2 separate regions of the Pan troglodytes genome follow, and region 2 is linked to region 1. The links are chromatin contacts, called in public Hi-C maps. All regions are on one chromosome and are shown on one strand. Each heading gives the region's core, a stretch centred on a gene start, on an enhancer-like site or on the middle of the called end of the contact. The rest is flanking DNA. Distances are from core to core; before and after follow the strand shown.

Region 1 (7,667 bases), core at 3,173-5,672:
TGGTCTATTCGTGGCCATATAATATACTTTGCCTTTGGTCTTTTGTGTCGTAATGTTAAGAAACACAGAGTTAGACTCATACCAGTTGCCATAGGAACTACAAAGCAGTTGGCTACTGTATGGACACCTACAAATAAGAAGCAAAACAGAAATCTGTTATCCCACTAAGCACCCAGCATCCTTCTTGAGGAAATAATATATTTCATATATAAAATAGTAAGAGTCGTAGCCCTAGTGCTTCTGTTTCTGTACTCGCTCTTGGGAAGCTCAATGCCAAATTCAACTTCAGGGCTTATGGCTCTGATTTTCTATCTTATTCTAAAGACTTTTTATTTAAAAAAAAAAAAAGTCTTTTCGGCCGGGCGCGGTGGCTCATGCCTGTAATCCCAGCATTTTGGGAGGCCAAGGCGGGCGGATCACGAGGTCAGGAGATCGAGACTATCCTGGCTAACACGGTGAGACCCCCGTCTCTACTAAAAATACAAAAAAAAAATTAGCCAGGCGTGGCGGTGGGCGCCTGTAGTCCCAGCTGCTCGGGAGGCTGAGGCAGGAGAATGGCGTGAACCCGGGAGACGGAGCTTGCAGTGAGCCGAGATCGCGCCACTGCATTCCAGCCTGGGCGACAGAGCTAGATTCCGTCTCAAAAAAAAAAAAAAAAAAAAAGAAGAAGTCTTTTCAAAAGCCACTCATACTCTTTTTGGAAAGGGGCAATAATAAATGAAATGAGTCAGTGGTGTGTGTGTGTGTCCAGACAGCCAAAAGCATTATGATTAAGACAGTACATACCAGCCAGCTTTATAATGTCCAGGACCAAAGAATTGGTAATTTTGTTCAAAAGGCTAGAGCCTGCAGCTTTTGGTTGCACAGCAGAAATATCACCGGATCGTCCAATGCCATGAATGAACCTAAGCAAAAAATGGGCCAAAAACTGGACAAATACATTCAGCATTCCGAGTAATACAATGTACAAATATGCAAATATAATAACCAAAAAAACACCAGGAGCAATATTTGGCTGTTACAGATATATGTCACAAACTATTAATGATGTGGAACTCTCCTACTTAAATTGAAATAACTTCATCAATTATGCTGTGATAGCTAGTTTCCAAAGACGGCCACCATCAGTTCTTTTTCTCCCTATGCCCACATGCTACTCCCACACCAAGAGATGGAGTCTACTTCCTCTCCACTTGAATCTGGGCTGAATTTAGTAACTTGCTTGGCCAGGAAGAATCTAGCAGAAGTGACTGTGTGAAATTTTCATGCTAGGCAAACCTTCAGATGACTAAACTCTCAGCCAGTATCTGACTGCAACTACATGACAGACCCAAAGCAATACTCACCCTGCTGAGCCCAGTTATTCCAAAAAGCTATGAGAGGTAACAATAAATGTTTTAAGCCACTTAATTTTAGGGTGGTTTGTTCTGTAGCAATAGAAAACTAGAATACATGAAACATTAAATTATCTTTTTTTTTTTTTTTCTTTTTGAGACGGAGTCTCGCTCTGTCGCCCAGGCTGGAGTGCAGTGGCGCGATCTTGGTTCATTGCAAGCTCCACCTCCCAGGTTCCCGCCATTCTCCTGCCTCAGCCTCCCGTGTAGCTGGGACTACAGGCGCCCGCCACCACGCCCGGCTAATTTTTTTGTATTTTTAGTAGAGACGGGGTTTCACCATGTTAGCCAGGATGGTGTGGATCTCCTGACCTCGTGATCCGCCCGCCTTGGCCTCCCAAAGTGCTGAGATTACCGGCGTGAGCCACCGTGCCCGGCCAAATTATCTTTTTTCTTTACTTTTCCCCTAATTCCACACTGGGCTAAGTTCCAATGATGGTTCAAATATTGCCTTAATTTTAAAAGAACTATATGCTCCTAGAAAATCAGTGTGCAAATCTCATTTTAAATTAGACGATATTATACATTGTTTAAAGATATCTCTCAATACTCTTTAAAATAAAAAACCCTTTCGTAATTTGAGTAATTTCTAATTGACAGTCAAATATATCAGAAATTCGGTATAGGGGGATTATCGAAGAATACTAGTGCTGTACTTCCTCACCACTGAAATCTCATGTACAAAACATTTCTTACATATATTATCAACCATGTTATCAGCAAACTGTTAACTGAAATTTTCATCCAAGTTAGGCATTATCATCAGTTTTGACTGCAGTGGTTTTTACTGAAATACAAATTCTACGATGCCCAGGAAATTTTCATTATAATGTAAAAGCATGGAAGACAGGAGTTTCATTTAAAAGAGTTTACATTTCACAGAAAGGTTAGTGGACAGAGCAATGAGTGATCATATTAACTACCAATTAACTACCAATTAAATCGTTATCAGAATTGATGAAAAGCTTTCTGCAATAATGCAAAAGAAAAAGGTCACTTAATAATCTAATACACCTTTCCTTGTATCTATTGCAACAGAGAGGTATTTATAAAATGGGATTCAGTTTAAACACAGTTTAAAACAAAATTTAAAGTTGATAACTATAAATCATTCTAAAAAAAAAACACTACCAATGTTAGAAAAGAAATATGGAAAGCTATAAACAACCTTAATGGATTTTGAACTCTTACAGCCAGATATGTTTATTAGGGTAACCGTTCCTAAGAAAACGTATAGCCTGTGTTAGTCACCCAGAACCTGACAGGGTAACCCCCACTTAGTTTTACTCTATTGTCTTTGAAAAGCATCTGCTGAGATAAAATTGTTTCCATCTCCCTGTTGCATTTGGCTTACATATCCATTAGAGCAGGGAAGAAGTGGTTTACAAACTGACATCTGATAATCTAATAAGATGAATACTGCTGCCATTATTTTGAACCAAAAATAAATAAACGATATATCTCCTGTACTACTTAAAAAAAGATACCTGTAATGACGACGAGCAACCAGTGCGGATGCCACTCTCCCTTCCCTTTCTCCCACACCACAATTGCCTAAGAAATTGTTGCTGTCCATGATTGCAAGTTCATGTAAAAAGAGTTCAAGTGTACTTTCATCCCAGCCATTCTCTGGACACTTGCCCTTAAAAAAAAAAAAAAAAAAACTTATGATTATATTTAATAAAACTACCGTTCTCTAGAATACTACAGGAATACATTTTGTCTTTTAAACGTGTATTTTGCCAAGCTCCTTGTTTTCTAAAATTCAGGCATAAATTCACCACTATATAGAGACCGCAAAGAGGCAAAACGTTTGTACATTTGATTACAATTATTTACAGATTTCGAGAAGTGATGATAAATGCATACAATGAGGTTTACTCAGATATTTAAATTTCCGTAAGTGAAACTAACTGAAAACCAATACACCACAACCCCAATGAAGATGCTTCAAACCAGGGCGTTACGATTGGGGCGGTGGGACGTGGAGAAGGGTGGTAGTTGTCAAACTTTAATGAAATTTTGGCCACGCGTTGTAGCTCACGCCTGTAATCCGAGCACTTTGGAAGGCCAAGAATGGCCGATCACTTGAAGTCAGGAGTTTGAGATCAGCCTGGCCAACATGGTGAAACCCCATCTCTACTAAAAATACAAACATTAACCGGGTGTGGTGGCGGGCGCCTGTAGTCCCAGCTACTCGGGAGGCTGAGGCAGGAGAATGGCGTGAACCCGGGAGGCGGAGGCTGCAGTGAGCCGAGATCGCGACACTGCATTCCAGCCTGGGCGAAAGAGCGAGACTCTGTTTCAAAAAAACAAAACACAACAAAACTTTTAATGAAATTAAAATACATGAACGCTGGCAGGAGGGAGACCTGTGAAGTTCCGCGGAAAGCTCGTGGTTCGAGTTAGCATACAGTCTACAAACACCATTATGTGTTCTGAGTCGTTGAGGGTGGTGAAAGATGGAGGTGCGAACTTTGCCCTTTCCGCGAATAAAAAAGTACACTGGGACTTTCCCTCACTTCCGCATCCCGAAGTTAGAAACAGCGGGACTCAAAACCCCGACCCCAACACCCCCTCCTAACAACACCATTTGGCTTTCACTGGCTTTGGCAAGGCTGAGAAGGCACAGACCGCAGTCGATCAGCTAGGGCAAGCCAAGCTGAGACAGACTTGGGACTAGTCTCAAGCAGCAAAGAGCTGCCGGTGAGGCAGCACCAGCGGGGACGCCCGGCGGAGCCAGAGCCCCGGGGTCGCGGCGGCTGGGGAGGGGACCGACAGCTCGGTACCTTCTCCAGAAGCAGCCGTATGAGGTGCTCATGCGAGCGGCGGGCCTCACAGCCCTGCCGCACGTAAGCCGGCGACACCAGCCGCTCTCCCGCCGCGAAGCTCTCGCGGTTCATGACAGCGGTGGCGACAGTGGCGAATAAGCGGGAGCACTAGCTCCACACGCCAGACACACGACGGAACCGGAATGCAACTCGCCGCCTGGACGGTACGGCAGCGCCTTGGGACAAAAAAAAACAAACAAACAAAAAAAAAAAAAACACTTGTCGTTCGTGCACATGCGCAGACCTTCTCAGATGGCGCTCCAGGAGGAAGTTGGCGTATTTGAGCATGCGCGAGGGAGTCCGCGCTTTTCGCTGACTTCAGGCAAAGGAGGGACTGAAATTAGCCCCGCCCCGCTGCGGCTGATTCGTCTAGTTAAACCCTGGTGTTCCTGATACGAACTTCAGGAGAGGATTTTGCACTTGTGCAGACCGGGCGAGCAAAGTAAGAAGCAGGTACGTGGGTTTTTCCAAGTTCTGTGTTTCAGTCCTGTTGGATGGTTGAGATCTGTGCAGAGTCTGTGCTTCCGCCTTATTCAAACTGTCAGACGCCAGAACCTTCGATCTTTACTTTGATACATTTCCACACTTACTACTGCCTCACAACCCCATAGGAAATAGCAGTGCCCCACTCCTTTTCCCCTTGACACTACTGTTTAGCCATAGCACTTACCACTCACCACGTGACATGCCAGACGTTTGTTTATACACACACACACACACCCATACCCACGAATGTAAACTCTCTAACCTAACGGCAGGGCCTCGGTTTTTGCTGCGGTGCCCCCTTCCCCCGGGCACCTAAAACAGTGCCCAGAATAAAGTAGGGCCTAAAAAAAAAGTTGATATTGAATTAATGAATTAGTTTGACCATTCTGAAACTATCCCCAAGAACATTTTGTAAAATTGATTAAGGAGGGGAAAAAAATCCAACTAGGCTTACAGCTGCTGTTATTCAGCCAGCCTGCCGTGTGGCCGACTTTCTTGTAGCTGGTTGCTACTTACTACCCCATGAGAATGTGGCCCTTGTCACAAGAGTCTTCATTCTTTTTCTGCTCTATAGATAAAATCTAGAGATTATGAGAAGATAAGCTTTCTGTTTGCATTGCTTCTTTAGGTCCCGCATACCAACAAAACTAAGGATGCCAGCTTGTCTGGAAGGCCCAATAAAAAGCTGATTCATGGAGGAATGAAATTGTCACATCCTAATGATTTCATCTCCCTTACCCCAACGAATCGGTAACCCCAAATTTTCCAGCCCCTCACCCTCCACAAATCCCCTTAAAAACCTTTGCCTAGAACCCCTTGATGAAATGGATTGAAGCTTGAGAACTCTTCCTGTTTCCTGGCTTGTAACTTGTGATTATTAAAACTCTTTCTCTGCTGCAAGCCTGCTGTCGGAATATTGGTCTGTTTCTGCACAGCCGGCATAGGAACCTGGCAGTGCTGTAACAGTTCAACAACTTAGAGGTTCACTGCTGGAGATCCCTGCCTCCAGTTTCCTTACAATCTTCATCTTATGTGAGCCTACAGTAATTCCTGACATTGCTTTCACCTGGTGGTTTGTCCATTTGCACTGATTCACACCCACTTGCAAGAGCTGATTGTTAAATGTTCAGTGATTTTGTGAGCTAGTTTTCAAATACAGCCACTCAAAAATTATATTACAAGCAAAAGTAAAAATACTCAAAATTTGTCACTTCCTAATTATTTTACATTTTACTATTATCTATGCTCTTCAGGTTATTTACATGCATTTTATCTATATGGTGGAAATTCAATGTAATGTTATACTACTGCACATCTTCCAACTCCTCTTTTGATGATGTCACGTTGGCCATGGTGGGAGCATTTACACCATGGAAGTCAGTGAACACTGCTAATCAGGCCCTTACACTCCAACCCACTCCCCTAGAAGTCAGTTGTTCAACATGTACCAGCTCATCACTGTTTCTACTGCATGTTCCCATGGCATCCAGCTATTAATATAAATCAGTCTATTTACGGTATTTGTTGAATTGCATTTCAATTGTTAATTTTCTGTCTCAACTAGACTGTGAACTCCTGGTTCACAAGGGCTATACCAATATCTGTGTTCAAAGCACAGCACTAAATACATAATAGCTGTTTGATAAATATTTGTTGAATGACATAGAGCATTTAACTACTTTAAACAGAAAGGTAAACCACAAAACAACAAGAATTTAGCGTACTTTCTAAAATGAGTATTTTTCAAACTTTTGGAAAGTTGAGTTCCTATTCTCAAAATGCAACTATTTTTGCAACTTCTTTGGAAAAGCCTTCAAAGCTGCTTTGTCAATCACATGCAAAATGTGCAAAAATCCCAAAATTAATGTCATTACTGAATGGACACGCCAGGTTTTTGAGCCAGCTTCTTCTCTCACCTTATTCACCACCTTACTTCAGAAAAATGTTTGTCTGTTTCCAAAAATTAGTCATTGTCAAGATATGCATTCATTAAAGGTATTCAAAAGATACCAGCTTTGGAAGCAATTTCAAGAGAAGTATTCTAAAATTACTTTCATCCATTCACTCATCCAACAAATATTTATCCATATGCCCATTTTACAGATCAGGAAAGCAAAGCTCAAGAAGTTTGAGTAATGTATTTAAGGTTATACAATGAGTGACACTAGCAGAATTTAAACCTGTGTGTTCTGGACCTATTTTAAATGATGCTATCTATTAAAAATAGTATGTAATTATTATTTTAAAATAGTAGTTTGTAACTACTATTTTAAAATAGTATGTAATTACTATTTTTAATAATAGTATGTAATTACTATTTTTAATAGGGCAACATCAGAATAACCTCATGGTCTTTACAAGATGAAGCATCATTTAAAATAGGTCCAGAACACACAGGTTTAAATTCTGCTAGGGTCACTAGTTGTATAACCTTAAATACATTACTCAAACTTCCTGAGCTTTGCTTTCTTTATCTGTAAAATGGGGATATGGAAGAGGCAGTTATGATGATTAAATGAGAGGTAATTGCTCAATGACATCTTCCCCTAGATAGACTGACTATACAAATGGACAATGGCCAGATCATATGTGATAACAGAACTCTCACCTACAACCTCTCTAGCAACTAGCCTTCCAAACCACCACCTCTGCAGCAATCAGCCAAGAATGGTTAAGACTTGGGCAATGACTGCCAGCTTCCCTCTTTTATTACTCGCTTCTAACTTAAGACCAACCAGAGAAAGCTAAATATCCTCCTTAAATTACATAAGATGCCCTGTTTCTAGTTAGCCAACCTCTAGCTTCTCCTTGCCAACACCTCCAATCGGCACACCTGAATTCTTCCCTGTACCTGAATCTTTCACTATAAAGCTTTCCCACTCACCTGCCTGCCTTTGAGACTCTTGACAAATGTAAATGATGGTGACTGACTCCCTTCTCTAGCAAGCTCTGAATT
Region 2 (7,667 bases), core at 1,297-3,796, 74 kb after region 1:
AGTTGTAACTATGTAGGTAATTTCTCTAAAAAAGCAATTAAGGCAAAAATTATTCACTGTATTTAAATATTTAGGTCTAGTATACATGACAGCAATAACATAAACGATGGGGCATAAATGGAATGACACTAAGTTCTTACCTCTTATGTCAAATAGTACAATATTGGCTCTTAGTACACTGAGATAATTTAAGGATGAGTATTGAAAACCCTAGTGTAAGCACTAAAAATTAATGTAAAGAAGTATAACAGAGGCCAGGCGTGGTGGCTCATGCCTGTAATCCTAGCACTTTGGGAGGCTCAGGTGGGTGGATCACAAGGTCAGGAGATCAAGAACATCTTGGCCAACATGGTGAAACCTCGTCTCTACTAAAAATACAAAAATTAGCTGGGCATGGTGGCATGTGCCTGTAGTCCCAGTTACTCAGAAGGCTGAGGCAGGAGAATAGCTTGAACCCAGGAGACAGAGGTTGCAGTAAGCCAAGATTGCACCACTGCACTCCTACCTGGGCAGCAAGAGTGAAACTCCATCTCAAAAAAAGAAAAAAAATAAGTATAACAGAAAGTCAATGGTGGAATGAAAATGAAATAATCAGAATTATTGAATTAATCCAAACGAAGGCAGGAAAGGAGGAACAGAGGAACCGAAAAGGTTAAAGCAAATAAAACCCAAATTGCAAAATAATAGATCTAAATCCAACCACATCATTATTACATTAAATGTAAATGGACCCCAAACTCCAATTAAAAGGCATTTACAGGCCAGGTGCAGTACCTCACACCTGTAATCCCAGCACTTTGGGAGGCCGAGGCGGGTGGATCATCTGAGGTCAGGAGTTCGAGACCAGCCTGGCCAATGTGGTGAAACCCTATCTCTACTAAAAAATACAAAAATTAGCCGTGCATGGTGGCAGGCACCTGTAATTACAGCTATTCTTTCTTTAAAGTGGAGAAGGCATCAAGGAAGAGGGTTGTAGGTGGTGAAGCAAATGGTTACATTTTTGCTAGACTTTAGGTAGTGCCCAGTAACTCTATGCTATGCATAAGATAAGGTGAATATTCAAAGAAAATGGAGTAAAGGAAGTTAATTATACAGATATCTCAGGTGAAGGAATGATTGATCTTATCCTTGTTCTGCATCTGGGAAGATAAGCTTGTAACTGAATTTATCCATGTGAAATTTAACAGACTTTAGTTGTACCAGTTTGATTTAGGTTGCAGACTTAAAGTTATACAATTGACATGTCCTTGTTTTATGGAAGGATATACATCTTGAAAGGTTTAAGGGCCAGTAAAGAATTTACTATGATTAATTTGTTGAGGACAGTCATCCTGAGACTGAGATGCATAAGGCTTTTTTTGCATTTTGAGGAGGGTCTGGCTAACATATAAAGTTTTAATACAACTATGGGAAGTAACAGCTATCCATTTGGGAAAAGCATTGTAGTGTTGGGTGACTTCAGTCTCCAGGCTTAACTCTCCCTTTGACATAACAAGTTGGGGGTGGGGGGGTGGTTCTGAGATTTTTATTTTCCTTTACAGGGTCAAAGAGGAAATCATAAAGGAAATTAAAAACTATTTTCAGCTGAAGGAAAACAGAAGCACAGTAGCAGGCCAGGCAAGGTGGCTTATGCTTGTAATCCCAGAATTTTGGGATGCTGAAGCAGGACGACTGCTTGAGACCAGGAGCTCAAGACCAATCTGGGCAACAGTGAGATCCCATCTCTACAAAAAATTTAAATTTAAAAATTAACAGGGTGTGGTCGTGCACACCTGCAGTTCCAGCTACTGTGTCTTCTACAGTTTAAAGCTGAGAAGATCCCTTGAGCTTAGGAGGTTGAGACTGCAGTGAGCTATGATTGTGTCACTGCACTCCAGCCTGGATAACACAGTGAGACCCTGTCTCAAAAACAACAACCACCAAGAAAAAAAAAAGGAGAATTCAGCTAAAGCAGTGCTTAGAGGGCAATTTATAGCCTTAAAATACTAGCATTGGAAAAGCAGAAAGATCCAGAATCAATCATCTTCTACTCTAAGCAACTAGAAAAAGAAGAGGAAATCAAAACTCAAGTGAGCAATAAAGAGCGAAATAAGGCAATGGACCAGAAAACAGAAAATCAATGGAACCAAAACATGACATTTTGAAAAGATTTAAAAATTGATAAACTTCTAGCTAGATTAGTCAGAAAAAAAAAAAACATACAAACTGCCACTATCAAGAACATCTGAACAAAGACAAGGTCCCTGCCCTCCTGGACGTCTACTGGAGGAAAGAAATGTCATACAATTAAATCTATAGTTACAGATTATGGTAAACTCTGAGAGAGAATTCTGTCGCGGAGAAGCCGATTTTGGTTGCAGGAGGGCACCTCTTTGAAAATTACTCACCTTCCCGCCCTCCACTGGGAGTAAAGCGAGCTGTGCCCAGCTTCTCCCCGCGCTCACGGAAGCAGGTGGCGGCCCCACCCCACCTGCCCCCTCAAAAGCCCCGCCCCCTGTTCACTCCCAGGTGCCCCGCTGCCGCCGCCGCCGCCGCCACGACCCTTCTGCGCAGGCGCGGGGGTGGTGCCTGGCGGAGGCGCGAGGTGGGGCGCGGCCGGCGGCGAGGCGGGACAACCGCTGGGCGGGCGCCAAGCGTGCCCGTGCGCTGGTGAGGTGGCGTCCGTTCTACCCGGTCGCTCCCGTTCCGCGCCATGCAGAGCCCAGTCTCTGGCACCTGGCTGCTCTGATCTGGTCTCAGCGCGGAGGGAGCAGAGGGAGTCCATGGAGGATCCCTCCGAGCCCGACCGGTTGGCGTCCGCGGACGGCGGGAGCCCGGAGGAGGAGGAGGAGGATGGGGAGCGGGAGCCGCTGCTACCGCGGATCGCCTGGGCCCACCCGCGGAGAGGCGCCCCAGGCAGCGCCGTGAGGCTGCTGGACGCTGCCGGGGAGGAGGGCGAGGCCGGCGACGAGGAGCTGCCCCTCCCGCCCGGGGACGCGGGGGTCTCGCGGAGTTCGCCCGCCGAGCTGGACCGGAGCCGCCCCGCGGTTTCAGGTGCGACCCGGCCCTGCCCCACTCCCCGCGCCCCTCCGGGCGGCTGCCCCTGTCGCCCGGCTCGGTCCTGTCTCCCGCGCGCGCTGGCCGAGGTGGACGGGCTTTCCCCGCTCGCTGGGCAGCAGCTCCCGAGCTCGGACCGGCGCCAGCCGCAGCCGCACCGCGGGCACCTAGCCTGCTCGCTCTTTCTCCGGGAGCTCCCTCTCCTAAGGCCAGTGGTTGTCATTAAACCGATTCTTTAGACCTCCCCGCAAAGTGAGTCTAAACTTCTAGAAACCGACACTGGGGAGAGGTTAACGCTGTAAAATGACGTAAGTCCTTGCTCAAGTTTGGACTTGACTTTTGAATTCAGAACCTTGAACTCTCAGGAAAGTTCCCGGAGTGGTGAATTTGCAAAGTGGATGACAAGAGAGAGATGGACAGCCAGAATATCCAGTTGCCACTGGGGCACGTTTCAAAACCTTTTTCTATTAAATGTTGTTATTATGAAGTTAGCCACAGGGGGCAAAAGCAGTTGAAAGTCTGTTCCTGCCCTCTTACAGTTTAGTTTCTCTTTCTTGATTTACTTCTAATACATAAGAAAACCAAAACGAAAAACCTCTTTTCGCTATTAAGCGGACTGATAACCTCAGGCGAAACAGGGCAGTTGAAATGATGTTGAAAGTTAAATTTAGGTATGCTGTGCAGGCCTGGATATTTATTAATAAAGTGAGTTTTTCTGGCGTGTTGAGTGGAGTTAGACAAATGTGATGGAAATAGCAAGAGACTTGTAAGACTCTCAGAGGTGAGACAGACTTGTTTGTAAAAAGGCGATGGTACACCTCCCTGCTGGTTGTGAGGATGGATTAAATGAGATGTTGTGCACCCGGTTGGTTTATGGCTTCACACATGACAACTTAAAAGCCACAGAAAATGGAAGTTTCTTTAACACTGCTTAGTTTTTTTTTGGAATTGTTAGATTTTAAATGTACTGTTAGTGGTACACTAATGTGTCCTCTACAGTTTAAAGGATTTTGGATAGAATCGGTCACTCAAGTTCTAGCTAGAGGCTACATTCAGGCATATTCTAGAGTAAATAAATCAGAGAATCCCAAGGGGAGCCGTTTGTCTGATTGTTTAAGCTTTAACCAACGTCTGCTCCCGTTATAATGTGACCTGATGGATGCATTGACGTTTAACCAAACAACGTGAAGCTGAAACCAGATCACAAACGGGTCTGCATTTGCCTAGCTACATGGGCAATTTGGGTATATGTTACTTAGAATTTAGTCTGTAAAATAGCTAGCTTGCCTTTTTCTGTCCCTTACCTTGTGTAAGCTACCTTGTGTACCTGGATTTTTAAAAGAGCCTAAAGCCTTCAAAATGCACTTGTTCTGTGAAAGTGAGGTGTTTTATAAACAAACAGTATTAAGGCTAGAAAAAAATCAAAGCGAGAGGCCAACGAGATGGCAGGCCTGTAATCCCATCCCAGCATTTTGGGAGGTCTAGGCAGGAGAATAGCTTGAGGCTGGAAGTTCGAGACCCACCTGGGCAACATAGCGAGATCCCCATCTCTATAAAAAATAAACAACAACAAAAATTCAAAGTGAGGATAGAGTATAGTGTTAGAATACAAATGGATTCTTAGAATTCCTACCTTTTTTAAAGGTAGTATCTTACCTGTATCACAGTTTACAATTTGCTGAGATCTTTCTTTAAAAAATATTTTATTCTCCACTGCACTCCAGCCTGGTTCTGTCTTGAGACAGAGCAAGACTCTGTCTCAAAAATAAATAAATAAATAAATAAATTTTATTCTCTGTTGGGTGCCATGGCTCATGCCTGTAATCCCAGCACTTTGGAAGGCCTAGGTGGGTGGATCATTTGAGGTCAGGAGTTTTCAGACCAGCCTGGCCAACATGGTGAAACCCCGCCTCTACTAAAAATATAAAAATTAGCCAGGCATGGTGGCGGGCGCCTGTAATTCCAGCTACTCGGGAGGCTGAGGCAGGAGAATCACTTCTGAACCCGAGAGGTGGAGGTTGCAGTGAGCAGAGATGGCTCCACTGCGCTCCAGCCTGGGTGACAGAGTGAGACTTTGTCTCAAAAAAAAAAAAAAATTATTTTCACAACAGCACAGCAAGTTAGTTGTTATTTGCCATTATTCTCGTTATGAGGATTCAGAATTAATAAACTGGTAATGACTGGTAGCTCAGGTCTTCAGAGGTAAATGGTTTGCCCGAAGTCAAATATCCAGGAAGTGATAAATCAGGAGGAAGCCTGGTTCTTTCTTCATCTTCTGCCCCTTTTCCGTTTTGCCGTGGGTCCACAAGTGTTATAAAATAATTGTGTCTGTGGTTATTTTGGAGGTTTTTACCTTTAATGGGACTTTAAAATAGTTTCTGTGAAAACTGTTTAAAAAATTTTTAAAGACTAAAATGTTCATGATTGAGTAATTTAATAATTTTTAAGTTTAGTTATTTTTTAAATGACTCCATTAACTTCATTTGTCCTTTACTGTCCGATTTCCATGAAACTACCTCACTAGTTCCAAGAAATTCTTGCCTTTAGATTAATATGAACATCATTTATGATGCTTAACTCTTACTTATATAAGCAAGAGGTTTATGTACTTTAGCCAGTGGAAGAATGTCATATGTCTGTTATCTTCAACAAGGCATTTAACAAAGCCTACAAACAGCATAAACCATAGTGTTGTTGGATCAGTGTCAAAGTGGAAGGATTAGTGCATTCCTTGTTCTAGTTATTTTAATCAGTGAATTCGGTAGTAATGATAGCTAATGCCTACATAGCAGTTAATATGTGCTAGGCATAGTTCTGTATGCTTCATATATATTAATTCATAACCAACCCTGTGATGTGAGTACTATTTTTGATTTTTTTTTTTGTTGTTTTTGGCAGTGGGTGGCTGTAGGGGTGGCAGTGGGGGAACAGAGTTTCATTCCTGTCACCCAGGCTGGATTGTAATGGCGTAATCTCGGCTAACTGCAACCTCCACTCCCCAGGTTCAAGCGATTCTCCTGCCTCACCCTCCCAAGTAGCTGGGATTACAGGCACATGCCTGGCTAATTTTGTATTTTTAGTAGAAACGGGGTTTCACCATGTTGGTCAGGCTGGTCTCGAACTCCTGACCTCAGATGATCCACCCGCCTCGGCTTCCCAGAGCACTGAGATTACAAGGCCACCATGCCTGGCCTTGTTCTCATTTTAAGAAAGTACAGAGAGAGGCTGGGCATGGTGGCTTACGCCTGTAATCCCAACACTTTGGGAGGCCTCTTTGGTGCACACCTGTAGTCCAAGCTACTCAGGAGACCGAGGCAGGAGGATTGCTTGAGTCCATGAGTTTCAGGTTACACTGAGTCCAGTGAGCTATAATTGCACCACTATACTCCAGCCTGGGTTACAGAAAAAGACCCTGTCTCAAAAGAAAAAAAAAAAAAGCACAAAGAAGTGAAGTGACTTCTCCAAGTTCCCAGTTAATACAAATCAGGAATGCTTAGCTCCTGTTAGAGAGCCTAACAGTTAGAAAACAGTGTTAGAATTCACAAAGAGCTGCCAAAGTAAAAGAAAATGTGAATTTGTAAGTCATTTAATGATTCATGGTGGTTTATAAATATGTGAACAGAATAAGAAAATCATTTAAAAGGAAGAAAGATGAGAAGATGGAGCCTGGAGTGAGATTACACAAGATGTACCTCAGATGCTTGATGCAGGCAACCCACAAATTTGATTTTTAAAATTACTGAGCAGCTAACTTGAGAGAAACACAATCATGTGGTCTATACAGTTAAAATAAACTGGTTATTTGAACCAAAACAGAACAGACAAAGGGTAGCCTGTCACAGTCTCTTGGTGAATGCTGTATGCTGAACAATATCTGTGATAAAAGTGATTAATTTCATAAAGGTATTTCTTATAACTTCCCTAAAGTCCATTTCAGCAGAAATGGTTTAACTACTGGTGCTATTGTGTCCGGAATTGGTGGGTTCTTGGTCTCACTGACTTCAAGAATGAAGCCATGGACCCTCGCGGTTAGTGTTACAGTTCTTAAAGGCTGTGTGTCCGGAGTTTGTTCCTTCTGATGTTCGGATGTGTTCGGAGTTTCTTTCTTCTGGTGGGTTCGTGGTCTCGCTGGCTCAGGAGTGAAGCTGCGACCTTCGCGGTGAGTGTTACAGCTCTTAAGGCAGTGTGTCTGGAGTTGTTCATTCCTCCTGGTGGGTTCATGGTCTCGCTGGCTTCAGGAGTGAAGCTGCAGACCTTTACGATGAGTGTTACAGCTCATAAAGGCAGTGTGGACCCAAAGAGTGAGCAGCAGCAAGATTTATTGCAAAGAGCGAAAGAACAAAGCTTCCACAGTGTGGAAGGGGACGTGAGCGGGTTGCCACTGCTGGTTCGGGCAGCCTGCTTTTATTCCCTTATCTGGCCCCACCCACATCCTGCTGATTGGTCCATTTTACAGAGCGCCGATTGGTCTGTTTTACAGAGAGCTGATTGGTCCATTTTGACAGGGTGCTGATTGGTGCGTTTACAATCCCTGAGCTAGACACAAAAGTTCTCCAAGTCCCCACTAGATTAGCTAGATACAGAGCACTGATTGGTGCATTTACAAACCTTGAGCTAGATACAGAGTGCTG

What was found. Hi-C and Micro-C count contacts between places; a contact is called where the count stands out from the background.
Region 2: a contact with region 1 is called in a Hi-C map of stem cell-derived neural progenitor cells, with 2.2 times the contacts expected there. The contact joins the promoter of PI4K2B here to the promoter of SEPSECS in region 1. A contact is called at or near these places in 1 of 7 Hi-C or Micro-C datasets (stem cell-derived neural progenitor cells) and 1 of 1 datasets of contacts at active chromatin or transcription factors (stem cell-derived excitatory neurons).

What each region holds. Positions count from the first base shown.
Region 1 is chr3:25,621,656-25,629,322 of NHGRI_mPanTro3-v2.0_pri, forward strand. It overlaps SEPSECS (Sep (O-phosphoserine) tRNA:Sec (selenocysteine) tRNA synthase), which reads right to left and starts at 4,423. Exons shown (of 15, transcript XR_010156495.1): 1 at 4,184-4,423; 2 at 3,557-3,693; 3 at 2,882-3,036; 4 at 787-905; 5 at 1-127. LOC129143705 (a long non-coding RNA gene) reads left to right here and starts at 4,502. Exons shown (of 2, transcript XR_008547465.2): 1 at 4,502-4,678.
Region 2 is chr3:25,697,103-25,704,769 of NHGRI_mPanTro3-v2.0_pri, forward strand. PI4K2B (phosphatidylinositol 4-kinase type 2 beta) reads left to right here and starts at 2,547. Exons shown (of 10, transcript XM_003310263.7): 1 at 2,547-3,033. The coding sequence starts at 2,763. LOC104006007 (a long non-coding RNA gene) reads right to left here and starts at 2,480. Exons shown (of 5, transcript XR_010156496.1): 1 at 2,388-2,480.